Regions from separate parts of the Zea mays genome. Here region 2 is linked to region 1. A link is a contact called in public Hi-C data. All regions are on one chromosome and are shown on one strand. Each heading gives the region's core, a stretch centred on a gene start, on an enhancer-like site or on the middle of the called end of the contact. The rest is flanking DNA. Distances are from core to core; before and after follow the strand shown. Region 1 has its middle 240 kb from the start of LOC103632389. Region 2 has its middle 11 kb from the start of LOC103632389.

The links. A called contact is a pair of places that touch in the nucleus more often than the background predicts.
Region 2: a Hi-C map of leaf shows a contact between it and region 1, with 4 times the contacts expected there. The contact joins two enhancer-like sites. A contact is called at or near these places in 2 of 25 Hi-C or Micro-C datasets (endosperm and leaf).

What each region holds. Positions count from the first base shown.
Region 1 is chr7:63,976,195-63,982,517 of Zm-B73-REFERENCE-NAM-5.0, forward strand. No RefSeq gene overlaps it. Among protein-coding and RNA genes, the nearest start is that of LOC103632389, 240 kb to the right of the region's middle. Within about 2 kb of position 2,372, at least 19 of the 20 cell types and tissues checked have an H3K27ac peak or open chromatin away from gene starts, as enhancers often do. A contact at or near this core is called in endosperm and leaf, where this site is marked.
Region 2 is chr7:64,223,180-64,229,502 of Zm-B73-REFERENCE-NAM-5.0, forward strand. No RefSeq gene overlaps it. Among protein-coding and RNA genes, the nearest start is that of LOC103632389, 11 kb to the left of the region's middle. Within about 2 kb of position 3,167, at least 8 of the 20 cell types and tissues checked have an H3K27ac peak or open chromatin away from gene starts, as enhancers often do. A contact at or near this core is called in endosperm and leaf, where this site is marked.

The DNA of each region.
Region 1 (6,323 bases), core at 1,122-3,621:
AGAGCTCGCTTGACTTCTGTCAACCTTCGTCGAACACCTGGCAAGTGTTCGCCAAGCCCCTTTCTTTGCCGTTTTGTCACTTGTCCGAGCCCTATCTCAACTAAATCTTTGTATACGATCTGTTGCTTATACTCTAAGCTAGAAATAAGGTGTGGGGCTCGATGGATTTTGTTCACTAGCTGAGCAGATCTTGCCCACTCAAGTGTGATCTGTCCAGTAGGCGTTTTCCCGAGGCAATGGCAGGGTTTTGTCACGTCTGGCTTCGAGTTTCGATGCCATCTTCTGACAGGGGTTAGGTTGGGTAATTAGTCACGACTTTGTCAATTGGGCCAAGGGGTTTTGCGTTTTAGAACTTGGTGAACACCCCTGATCCTTGCGAGAGGGCTGGATTTCAGAACTCTGAAATCCTGGTTTTTATTTGAAGCTCCCATTTGAGTGGCTTGTTTGGGGATTTGGCATGATTTTTTTGAGAAAACTCTCTGACTATTTTTTGTATGTTACTAAGTGTGTTATAACTTTTATAATTGGTCCAGGTCATGACAATGTGATTTGCTTGGTCCTTTCACTGAGTTTTTCTCTAGTGCACTAATGTACTAAAAAGGGATTCTAGGGTTGTAGCTCTTCACCATCTTCCCTAGCCTGATATGGTTAAGGTATGATCTCTAGGGTGATAAATACTTTATCAAGGCTTGGCTCCTCAAGTTTGGTGCCTTAAGCTCCAACTAAACCACATGTTATAATAGGTCACAAATGTGGGTACTGAGGAGAAACCCTGAGTAACACCTGGGGTGTTACACAGCTTTGAATTGATTTGGGTACTAATCAACTCAAAGGTCTTCATAATGTGTTTTCGAGTTTAACTTTTGCTTCATCTTTGTGTCCATTTGGGTGCACCGCAGCCCCCGAACTTTGAACTGATTTGAGTATCAATCAACTCAAAGGTTGTAACACCCTGAATTTGGGGGTATAAAATTTCTTTCTAATTACCAACCAAATTCAGGTGTTACTCTTCTCTCTCTCTAGTTCCTCTGTCTCTCTCTCTTTCTTTTGGGTACATTTAGCTTAATTAGTGAGGGACTAATTATTTTATTTTGTCAAAACAATATGAGTCATGAAAAGTTGCATCATGCTGAGCTCCAAATATTCTTTGAATTGTTACACATGTTTGATTTTGTTTGAATTTGAAACTTGATTTGAATTTGAAATGAAAACCCTAGAGAAAATAAATACAAAAGCACATAGAAATTCCCTGGAAAATGGAAAAGCCATTTCAGCCCAAGTCGGCCCACCAGGCCCAACCCCGTGCGCGCGCCCTTGGGCCCTGACAGGCGGACCCCACATGTTAGCGCCAGCCTGCGCGCCCCTTCTCTCCCTCTCTCCATCTCGCTGCTCTGTGGGGCTGGCCTATCGGCGCCGTTTCTTTTCGCACGCACTCGCTCTCTCTCTCTCTCTGCCCCGCGGCCCCCACCCATGAACCGTCCCTAACCTAACGCCCACGTCCCCGCCGTGGACGCGCCCACGTCCGCGTTCTTCGGCCACCACCGCACGCCCTCGCCCCTTTAGAGCCCGCGCCCCGCTCGCCCACTTCCCCCTGCTCACTTGCACCCTCAGTCGAGTTCTCTCGCCCCCTCTCTTGCCATGCGCACGCAACTAGGCAGCTCCGCCGCCGCTCACCGAAGCCCGCCGCCCGTTCCACGGCCACCGTCGCATCCGTTGCCCCGGTGAGTTCCGCCTCGCCGTTAGCAACTCGGGACACCCCTTGGTTCGCCTTCTTCCCCTCTGGTTTGACTGGTCCGCGCTCACCGGAGTGTTTTCCCGTGCAGCCGGAGTCCACCGCTGTAACACCTCAAAAGTCTTATTGTGGAAATTAGATAATTTCTATGAAATATTTGGATTAAAGATGGTTTGTCCTTGAAACTATTTTCCTGAAACCAACTAAATGAAAAATAAAATAAAATATTAACTATGTGTTTAAATCATATTAAACATAAGTTATAGGAGGAAGTAGTTTCATTATTTGTATTTAGGAATTGTATGGGAGATTAGGTGGTTTCAAATAAAATTGAAAAGTTGTTTGAATTTTAGGAAGCATGAACAATGCATTCGAAATTAAACTAAGAATTAAAAGAATAAAATGAACCTTGCATTGCATGCTGGTAAATCTCTTTGTTTGTTCATTTTAAATAAATTTTGAAATTCAAAGACCTGATTCGAATTGGGATTCAAATTTGAATTAAAAATATAAAGGAAAGGAATAGATGAAGAAAAAGAGAAACTCACTGCCTAGGCCAAAACCACTGAACCAGCCCAGGCTATACTATACGCGGCCCAGCTAACAATTGTGTGGTGTCCCACTGGTGGGCCAGGCCCCACACTCCAGTCAGACACTTTCCCCGCCCTAGCTCTATTACAGAGATGCCAAACTCGCCGTCCGTGAGTCTCTGGTTCCGATCCCGTCGCTCCGTCGCAAGCCGCTGGGGTCATCACGAGTTTGTAGGATCCGTTCTTCTATTCCGCAAGCGTTTGGACTCCTTCTCAGAGTATATAGGTGACGTAGGGGCGCATCTCGTCAAACCATGGATGCCATCATTTAAGAAATTTGCCGCTTGATGTGTGGATCCGCCGTGGCTGCCGTCAGGCATAGACACCAAGAACCGGACCTCGGTGGTGGATCATCGGGGTCGCGGAGGTCTACTGGATGGGGTCTAGAAGTATCCGGGCAAGTCGTCTCTGGGAACCCTGCTTATTGCTCGCCGATATGTTTTCAGGCGTCGCGATGCAGCTGTGTGCCGTGGCTGGGTCTCATTGCCGTCTCAATCGAGGGTAAGTCTTCTCCTCTGGTTCGCATGCGAGTCCGCTTCGTTTCAATGTCTGCTAGGGGGGAAATCGACGCTCAGGGGCGGGATGAATCGCTCACCACCGCGCGCTACCGTGGAGAGCTCGGGTGTGAGCGTGAGGTAGGAGACACACGATCACCGTAGGATCTTAATCAGAGGGCTAGGAGTAGATGGTTACATAGTTGATTTGGGTCGTTGATCCTCACATGAACCATCCAAACTAGATCGGCGATAACATTTAAGATAGGATGGTGTGGACCGTTGGATAGTGATCGGGCCGTTCTGATTTGGTTAGGGCATGGCAAGTCATCAGTCGTAGATCCCAGATCCAATGACCCTAGTTGCGTACTGGTTCGTATTGGATAAGAATCTAATCGCGACCATCTAAGGCAGATCCAACGGCTCGAGGTCGCCCGTACCCCTTCGGCCGACGACTTTGCAAAAGAAGCCCTGAACTTTACAGAATTTAACCCACAGTACTCTGCGGGATGGCCTGTGTCTTAGAACAATTTGCGTCGTAGCCCCTATGGTTTCCGTAAATAGTGCGCTCAGTCCAAAGAACAGAAAATCAAAGGAATTCATTTAGAAAATACATTTTTGTGTGAAAATAATTATAGGAACTTAATTAATTCCTAGAAAATGAATTTTAACTCCTTTTTAGTCCATTCCAGTTGCTATAATTCTATAATATTATTGTTTATCACATAGTACCTCTGTTTTGGCATAAAAACTATATTAAAACTAAACCCTTCATTAATCTTGTATTGAATACATAAAACCTTAGGAAATTCACAATTCCTCTGTTTTAACTCCGATTTGATCCGTTCAAGTTGCGTTAGTCTTGTATAAATATTTACTATGCAATAAAAACACTTATTGTACCATGTCTCATTCTTTTATGATTAGGTCTTTATTTAACTGATGTTGGTTAGTCTTGTTAATCTACTTACCATTATAATCTACTAAAATATGATCTATGGTCAATTTATAATTTTGATTAAAGTTGGATTAATTACTACTTTCGGTTACCTTTTCTCTGGAATTATAAAATAAACATAGAACCTGGTGTTAATCATTTAATCACATCATAACTTGATGACCATGACTCCGATCTTAGTAGTTCTCGATCCCACGATCTCGAAGCAACGTGTAGGTCAGTATTACACAGTTTGTTCTTATGTTTGGTGTGATGTTAATTTTTTCTATACCATGTTTGTTTGTATTGCTACGACTAGCAGTGAGGCCACGAGGATCTGAAGAATCACCCTGGTAACTGGAATCTCAAGTGCCAGGCAAGTTGTGCCCTTGATCCACTTTTGTTACCCAATAATGTTCTTTATTATCACTATTCAATGCATAGGCTTAATTTTGATGGGACCCAATAGGTCACCCTAGTATGTTTATCCATTTTACCTTGTTATCCCTAAATCACTTGGGTAGTTTTGCTATTGCTTTATATGGTTTTGGGTTCATTATATCCATGTTCCAATTATTTTGTTATTTTATTTATGTTCATGTCAAGATCATTATCTTTAATTAGAACATGGAGCTTAACTTGAGAAACACGTGCCACCACAAGGGTGGAATGGGACGCCCTTGGCTGACTAATTAGGAAAGCTAGTGGAAGACTACCTTACCCGAAAGGGGCAAGGGAAGTAGGAGAGTTGCATGCAAGGAGGTTCTCGAGTTGATTTTGCTGCAATGGCGGTCAGACGGGGGATTCTTGCAAGTGCTCTTCCCATACTGTAGCGGGTTTTTGGAAGCTACTGGAACTTTGTAAAGGCCTCGAAGTGGATCCCTAGCCATTCACCTCGGTAGTGTCTAAGGGTCTAACTAATCCTGGCGACATGGATACACGACTTGTGGGTACAGGATACAACCTCTACAGAGTGTAAAACTGGTATACTAGCCGAGCTCACGGTCATGAGCAGCTCAGGACTCTCGCATGATTAACTTATGAAACTTAAACTCAATTTGTCATATGCATTGCATGGGATTATTTGTTAGTTTTGTTCTATTATTATTTATTATGGTTTGGTATTTACTTACACTTAGTAACTGCTAATGAAATTTGACTAACTTATTAAAAGCAATGCTCAGCTTTAACCCCTATTGTTGATCACTTTACACATCACATGAACTCCCACCTTTGGCGAGTTCATGCACATTATTCCCCACAACTTGTTGAGCGATGAACATGTGTGAGCTCAGCCTTGCTGTCTCACACCCCCCATAGGAGAAGAACAGGTGGTTCAAGAGGAGCCAAATAGCGAGGAGTTTGATTCGATCTAGCTAGGTGGCGTCTCCCAGTTGACTTTCTGGCGCCAAGGATGGATTTTGGTTCGATCCATATTTATATTTTATTTTGAAAGACTTCCGCTATGTAATAAGTTCTCTGATTATATTGTGACATTTATCTCTATACACTCTGTTATTATATATGTTGTCTTCTTTGGCGCATGTATGAGATTCACCCGGCTTTGTCCCTTAATTCCAGGTGTGACAGCCGCCGTCGACCCGAGACTTCACCGCCTCCCCGTCGTCCTCCAGGTGCTCCCGGGTTCGCACTCATGGTCAGCAACCTCCCTATGCACTTAATTCGTTCGTTACTGCCCTAGTGCCCGCACAATTCCTTGCCAGAGTTGATCCGCGCCACCGTTAGCCTGCTTCGCCGTGTTCCGCGCTCTCTAGTGCCCCCGCGCTGGTATTGTGCCTAACACTCAGTTTGCAGGGTCGCCCTGATCGCACCTGAGCTATTCCCCAAGCACCTAGCGTCGTGTCGTGGCCAATCCCCTCGTCTCCGGCGAGATCCCGCCGCGAGGTCGAGCGGCGCCATCGTGCCAAGGACCCTCCATCCCGACCATGCTGACCGACGGATCTCGGACGTCCATCCAAGATCTGGTAGTCTGGGTTTAATTAAAACAGATATGATCGTCACCGTCCGATGCGAATCCAACCGCTCATCCCGGCTCCCCTCATGTCACACCTGGTTTTAAGAGACAAAGTTGGGTGCATCTCATATATGCGCCAAAGAAGACAACACATATAATACAGAGTGTATAGACATAAATATCACAATATAATCAGAGTACTTATTACATAGCGGAAGTCTCCAAATAAAATATAAATATAGATCGAACTAAAGTCCATCCTTGGCGCCATAAAGTCAATTGGGAGACGCCACCTAGATCAGATCGAACTCCTCGCTGTGTGGCTCCTCTTGAACCACCTATTCTTCTCCTATGGGGGGTGTGAGACAGCAAGGGTGAGCTCACACATGTTAATCGCTCAACAAGTTGTGGGGAATAATGTGGCATCAACTCACCAAAGGTGGGAGTTTATGTGAAGTGCAAGGCTGATCAACAAAATAAAGGTTGAAGCTGAGCATTGCTTTTATAAGTTGGTCAAAATTTTATTAGCAGTTACTAAGTGCAAGTAAATACCAAACCATAATAAATAATAGAACAAATGAATAAATAATCCCAT
Region 2 (6,323 bases), core at 1,917-4,416, 250 kb after region 1:
AAGGAAACAGAAGCCAAGGTTCAACAAATAAGACACCACTTGAAGGAAGCCCAAGCTCGACAGAAAAGTTATACAGACAAATGACGCCGGCACTTGTTCTTTCAAGTTAAAGATTATGTGTACCTAAAAGTATCACCAATGAAGGTTGTGAACCGTTTCGACGTAAAAGGGAAGCTAGCACCCCGATACATTAGCCTATTTCCCATTCTTGAACAATGTGGACTAGTGGCATACCGACTTCAACTGCTAGAAACATTATCTGCAGTACACAACGTGTTCCATGTATCTCAATTGAAGAAGTGCCTTCAGGTTCCTGATCGAACCATCGATGTGGTGGATGTTACCTTAGAACTAGATTTGACTTATTCAGAACATCCCATTATAGTTTTGGATCAGAAGGACAGGATTACCCGAAAAAGGACTCTTAAATTCTATAAAGTACAATGGAACCACCATATGGAAGACGAAGCTACCTAGGAGACTCAAGACTTCTTGGAAAAGAATTTTTCTAGGATCTTAGCTTCATGTAATCTGTAAGATATGTACATTGGTTTGTAAAGTTGGAATAAATCCCATACCATCCCCTGCTTTGTATGAAAAGTAAGGAAATAAAAATATGATGTGTTTCCTTTTCCATTACTTACCCTAGGACCATAAATCTTGGGACGAGATTCTTTTATGGGGGGAAGGATGTAACACCCCTAGTGTTACTGGCACTAAAACTTGAGCATGACATCATGTGCATTGACATTTCATATTGTTTGTCACACCTAGAATGCATTCACTAGGTAAACATTTCAATGAAATTGTGATGAGGTGACTTGATGTGTGATTAACCCTAGGTTAGGGTACTTAACCCTAAATTGGGGCTATTGGATGAAAGTGAAGCCCAAATAAGTAATAATCTCATAAGCCTTGAGAAATGTTCATAAGGTAGCACATTTGATGTACTTTAGTGGCACAAAAAACCGAAAAGGAACTCTAAAAACCCTAATTGGAACCCTAGTGGGGTTAAATGTAAATTCTAGGCACTTTTGGACTAAAGTGCAAATATCAAAGTGATAAAACATCACAAACCAAATAACTTTCACATTGAAGGATTTTCAAGCAATGTAGAGCAATTTGGACTTCTATGCAAAAAGTACCCCATGAGCTTTATAAGGTTAAGTCTGAATTTCAGTACAATGGGGTCAATTTTGGATCTCTATATCCCTAAATCTACCAGAGTTTTTCCCTAAGTCAACATAGCAAACTTGTAGATCTAGGTAAGGAGTACAAGTTTTATTAAGTGACTAAGTATTGGTATTGTACAAAAATTGAAGATAAAAGGACTTAAAGTCGGGCTATCAGTCAGCTCTTGGACTGAAATATGGCCACGAGTGACATTGGCCGAACTTTGGGATCAAATTTGAGCAGAATCCAATGAGAATTTTACTGGAGATGCTATAACAAAATTGAATATGGATTGTAGCTCAACAACTTTGATACAGATGGATGATCAAGTTGTCACACAAATTTTGGAGCAAATCGCCCTCAATTATGCTAGGTCAGGCGCTCTGAATAAGGTTCCCATTGTATAGTAGCTGAAAAAGATCCCTAGATTCATCGCCCTTCGTCGCCGGTGATCCCGCGCCCGGATTCGCGCTGGCCGCCGCGATTCGTGCCCAGCGCAAAGTGGATAACTGAGGGGAGTAAATGATCTTAGCGCCTGGATTGGCTCGAACTCGGTCACTGTTGAGCTCACCGTACCCACTTGGTCTGCGGCTGGCCGGAATGAACTTCACGGGCATTGGCCGATTACTGCTCATGCGCCACGTGCCTGGGAGGTTTAACACGTTGCAGTGAAGCACCTTAGCAAGCCTGTCAATTGCCGGTGGCCTTGCCACGGTGAAAGCCACGGTATCACCTACTTCCTTCAAATTGGACGCCACCGCTAATGGGCGCTATAAATCAATGCCCCAGTGAGCTCCGTTAGGTTGTCACGAAGCCAGAGCACCCGCCCTTGCCTCCGATTAGCCCCCACAGCGCCCGAATTTCCTTTTTCCCCCAATTCAGTTCTTCGCGCCTTTAGTACCCAAAATTCTATTTTAGAAATTCATAAAATTCTCCAAGGTTTTTTGAAACAGAATATCTTTAATAAGAATTTTCTTACCGTTCAAGTGACATCTCCTAAATTTAATTTGTTGGCTAACAAAGATTAAATTAAAGGATCCCTATATGAATTTAGTTATTACTTTGTTGATCAATATATTTATAAGTACTCTTAATTAAAAGATATCTTGATAAAGGTTATACACTTCTTCTAAAAGATACCTATTTTTGCGAGAATCATGCATTGGGATTATTTAAATAAAATACTAAATAAAATGTTTAATTTAGAGAGCATATTGGAGTTTTGGTTGTTGCATTCGATTTTGTGAATAAAGAAAAAAATATAATTTGAATCAAATTTGAAACATTGGACGTGCAACGGAAAATAGAAATAGAAAAAAACTTGCTATATATTTGAGCAATCTCTTGTAACAGCCAACCACATGCACTTGCCATCGTATTGTTTTTTAGTCTTTCTTTATTCCTATGGCCGAGAACTTCATCCAGGCACGATGGGATCGTAACCACCACGCCTGATGTTCTTCACCATATCCTCTGCTATGTAGGGCTACAATACCAGTAAAATGCTCTCCCATAACCGCGCTAACAGAAATTAGTTGCGCAGCCGAGAATTTTGGGCAAAACAAAAAAAATTGTTGTGGTACTACGGCATGCAGAGGCAGGCCCTTCCATGTCGTGATATAAATATTCCCCTTGCGCACAACTTGGCCACCATGCCTATCCCATAAACACCAAGAGAGCGGAAGCTGGGGGCCTCGGGCTGGGGAGATGGGAGAGAAAACTTGGAGCCACCAGGAAGATAGTCGCGCTTGATGTGCTCCTGGGCATCTGCTTCGGGGTTCGGATGATCATCCGATCTTTTGTATAACTGTCGTATTCTTCTCTATAGACGCGTTTATGGTAGATCGTTTGATGGCCGCTGCCATCATGGTCTGGTGTCCGGTGGGGGAAGAAGAAGAAGCTCGCGAACCATTGGATCGTGATGAACGACGTAGATTAGAACGCAGCGTCCCCCTTTGGTAGGATCAATCTGGGTCATCCATGTTGTGTCCAACGTGGTAGATTAGATAAGCCCTTCATTGAATATTCATCGTCGATCTCGGATCGGTTGGGTAGTGATGCATACCGGTTCAGGCGAGGGAAAGATTTAATCTGAGCCCTTGTTTTCTGATCGGACGACTCTACCCACGCGACACCCCTTCGGCGCACTAGTTTTACACAAGAGACCCTATAGAATTTCTTATTAAACCCGCCATCCACCAGGGAGGTAACCTGAGTCTGCCAGATTTTTGCAAGTTTAACCCTGAGTTTGTCTGTAATAATGTGCGTGACCCAGGATCAGAGAAATCTGATATTTAAATATAGAAATTGATTTTTAATACACAAATAAATTCAGAAACTTGTGTAATTCATATTTAATTCATTTTAGCTCCAAAGTGATCCATTCCAGTTGCAATAATTTTGTTTTAATATTTTTTATCATCTAGTATCTTTGTTTAGCCATGAAACTTGAATTAAAATTATACACTTGAATTACTCTATTCTAGGTACCAAATAACTTCAGAAAATCATAATTAATTCATTTTAATTCCGTTTTGGTACGTTCAAGTTGCGTTATCTTCATAATAATATTGCCTACACTTTGGTAACCTTAGTTTATCATGAGACATGTTGTAAATAATTAATTTGTTTATCTTATGTTAATTGGATTAATCTATGTCTATTGGATTAACTTCTTTAATATTAATATAGTATTCTGATCTTACGGTTATAATTTGACTGGATGATATTTAATCAAATAATGACTTAGATTAAAGTTGAGATAATTATTATAGAATAATATCTCATATGGTTTATACCAACCAATTTATAATATAGTTTAATATTTTAATCACACAGATCTTCTATAAAATCATAACTCCTTAATCGTAACTCTGATCTTAGTGGTTCTCGTTCTCACGATCTCGTAGCAACGCGTAGATCATTATCATGCAGTATGTTCTTATGTTTGGTGTGATGTTAATTTTGTCTATACCATGTCTGATTGTATTGCTACGACTAGCAGTGTGTGATACCCATATTATAAGACTTATAAAAGAGTTGATCTCTTTATGTGATTTGCCATCTACTTCTTGAGACATGTGACTAAACCTAATTAAAAGAGAATAATTCTTTACTAAAACAAAAAAAGAAAGAAAAGCCATGCATCATGTTGGAGTTTTGTTTGTACATTTAATAATAACAACAATAATAATAATAAAAATATAATAAAAAGTTGGAGATTTGGATTAAAACCCAAATTAGAATTTGGATTTTAAGAGAAGAAATACTATAAATTACAAAATAAATTTATGATGGCATGTTTAAAATTTAATAATTAATTTGAGTACAAATTCGATACAAAAAAATTGAATTCAAATTTCATATTTGAAATAAAAAGGGAAAAGAAAACAGAAAAGAAAAGAAAAAAAAAGAAAATGGAAAATAGATACTGGGCTCAATCCTCTGCCTCGGCCCAATACCCTTTTCTTCCCCCGCGCTTGACCGGCCCAACCGCGCGCATCCGCCCTCACGGCCACTACCAGCGGGGCCCTCGGGTCGGTCACATTCGCGGCGCACTCGCTGGCGCGTGGGGCCCATTAGTCATCGTGCTCACGGCGCGCGAGTTCCGCATGAAGCTAGTCTCCGTTCTTCCGAACCCGCCGCGACCGCAACTGCTTCTCCGGACTCCCTAAGCATCAGCTGGTCCTTTCAGTCGTGGCTCCGTGCGTACAAATAGTGTCGGGAAGCCTCGGTCGCGCGCACCAACGCCTTCGCCATCACCCTGCGAGAAATCCGTAAGGAGTGCAACCCTCGGTGAGACTTGTCGTCGTCGTTCATTTCAACCTTCACGGCAGGCTGGGCTCTGCGGCGGGTGCAGGGCGTGTCGCCAGGAGTCATGGGACACGTCCGTAGACCACTGAGGTCGGAGCATAAGGCGGGGTTGCCGGAATTGCTCGACGGACCTCCTCCTCCGCCAACCTACCAAGTGTCACCGCAGGCTGCATCCTCGCCACTGCAATCTTGGGTAAGACTCAGCTCAATTAGTTCGTTGCATGCCCTAGATCATTTTGCACCCGGTAGTGTTGGTATACAAACCCCGGGTCGTTCCGTCGTGTGTCGCCGGCGAGTGCTCCGCCGCGGCGTGGATAGCGCCACCGTGTTTGAGTCGCGGAACGCTGGCGCCGTTAGATTCTCGGTGAACGGCGCAGATTTGCTCCTGGTATAGCGCTTAGGTAGGCGGTATCTAAACCGTTAAGATCCGATATGATGGACCAAGGCAGTCTCGGGTCGGATGTGATCTACACCGTAGATTTTGGATCCCGGGGTCGACGTCGCATACCGATTCATAAAGTTCTCGATCTAATCTCGAGCGTCCATGTTCAATCGTGCGGCCCATATTAGATCATACCCCTTCGGATTGGGACATTTACAAAAGAAACCCCAGAGAGTAACAAAATTAACCTGCCATCCACATTGAAGGTAGTCTGAGTCTGCGGGGTTTTTGCGCTTAGGTCCCTACACTCTTTAGACATCTGGTGCGTAGTCTAGAGCCAGGTGAAAATGGGATAAAGGAATATAGGAAATGAATTTTAATATAAAAATAATTCCAGAACAGTGTTTAATCACTAGAAAATTCATATTAGCTCCTTTTTAGTCCATTCTAGTTCCTATAATTTGGTAGTAATATTGCATATCACTGAGTAACACTGTTCTAGCATGAAAACCATATTAAAAATTATCACACAATTATTTTTGTACCAAACACAAAAGAACTTCAGAAAATCATAACTTAATAACCGTAACTCCGATCTTAGTAGTTCTCAATCCCACGATCTCATAGAAACACGTAGATTACTATTATTCAGTTTGTTCTTATGTTTGGTGTGATGTTAATTTTGTCTATACCATGTTTGTTTGTATTGCTACGACTAGCAGTGAGGTCACGAGGATCTGAACAATCACCCTGGTAACTGGAATCTCAAGTGCCAGGCAAGTTGTGCCCTTGATCACTTTTGTTTTCCCAATAGTATTCTTTATTATCACTATTCAATGCATAGGTTTAATTTTGATGGGACCCTATAGGTCACCCTAGTCTGTTTATCCTGATTACCTTGTTTACCCCTGAATCACTTGGGTAGTTTTGCTATTGCTTTACATGGTTTTGGGAT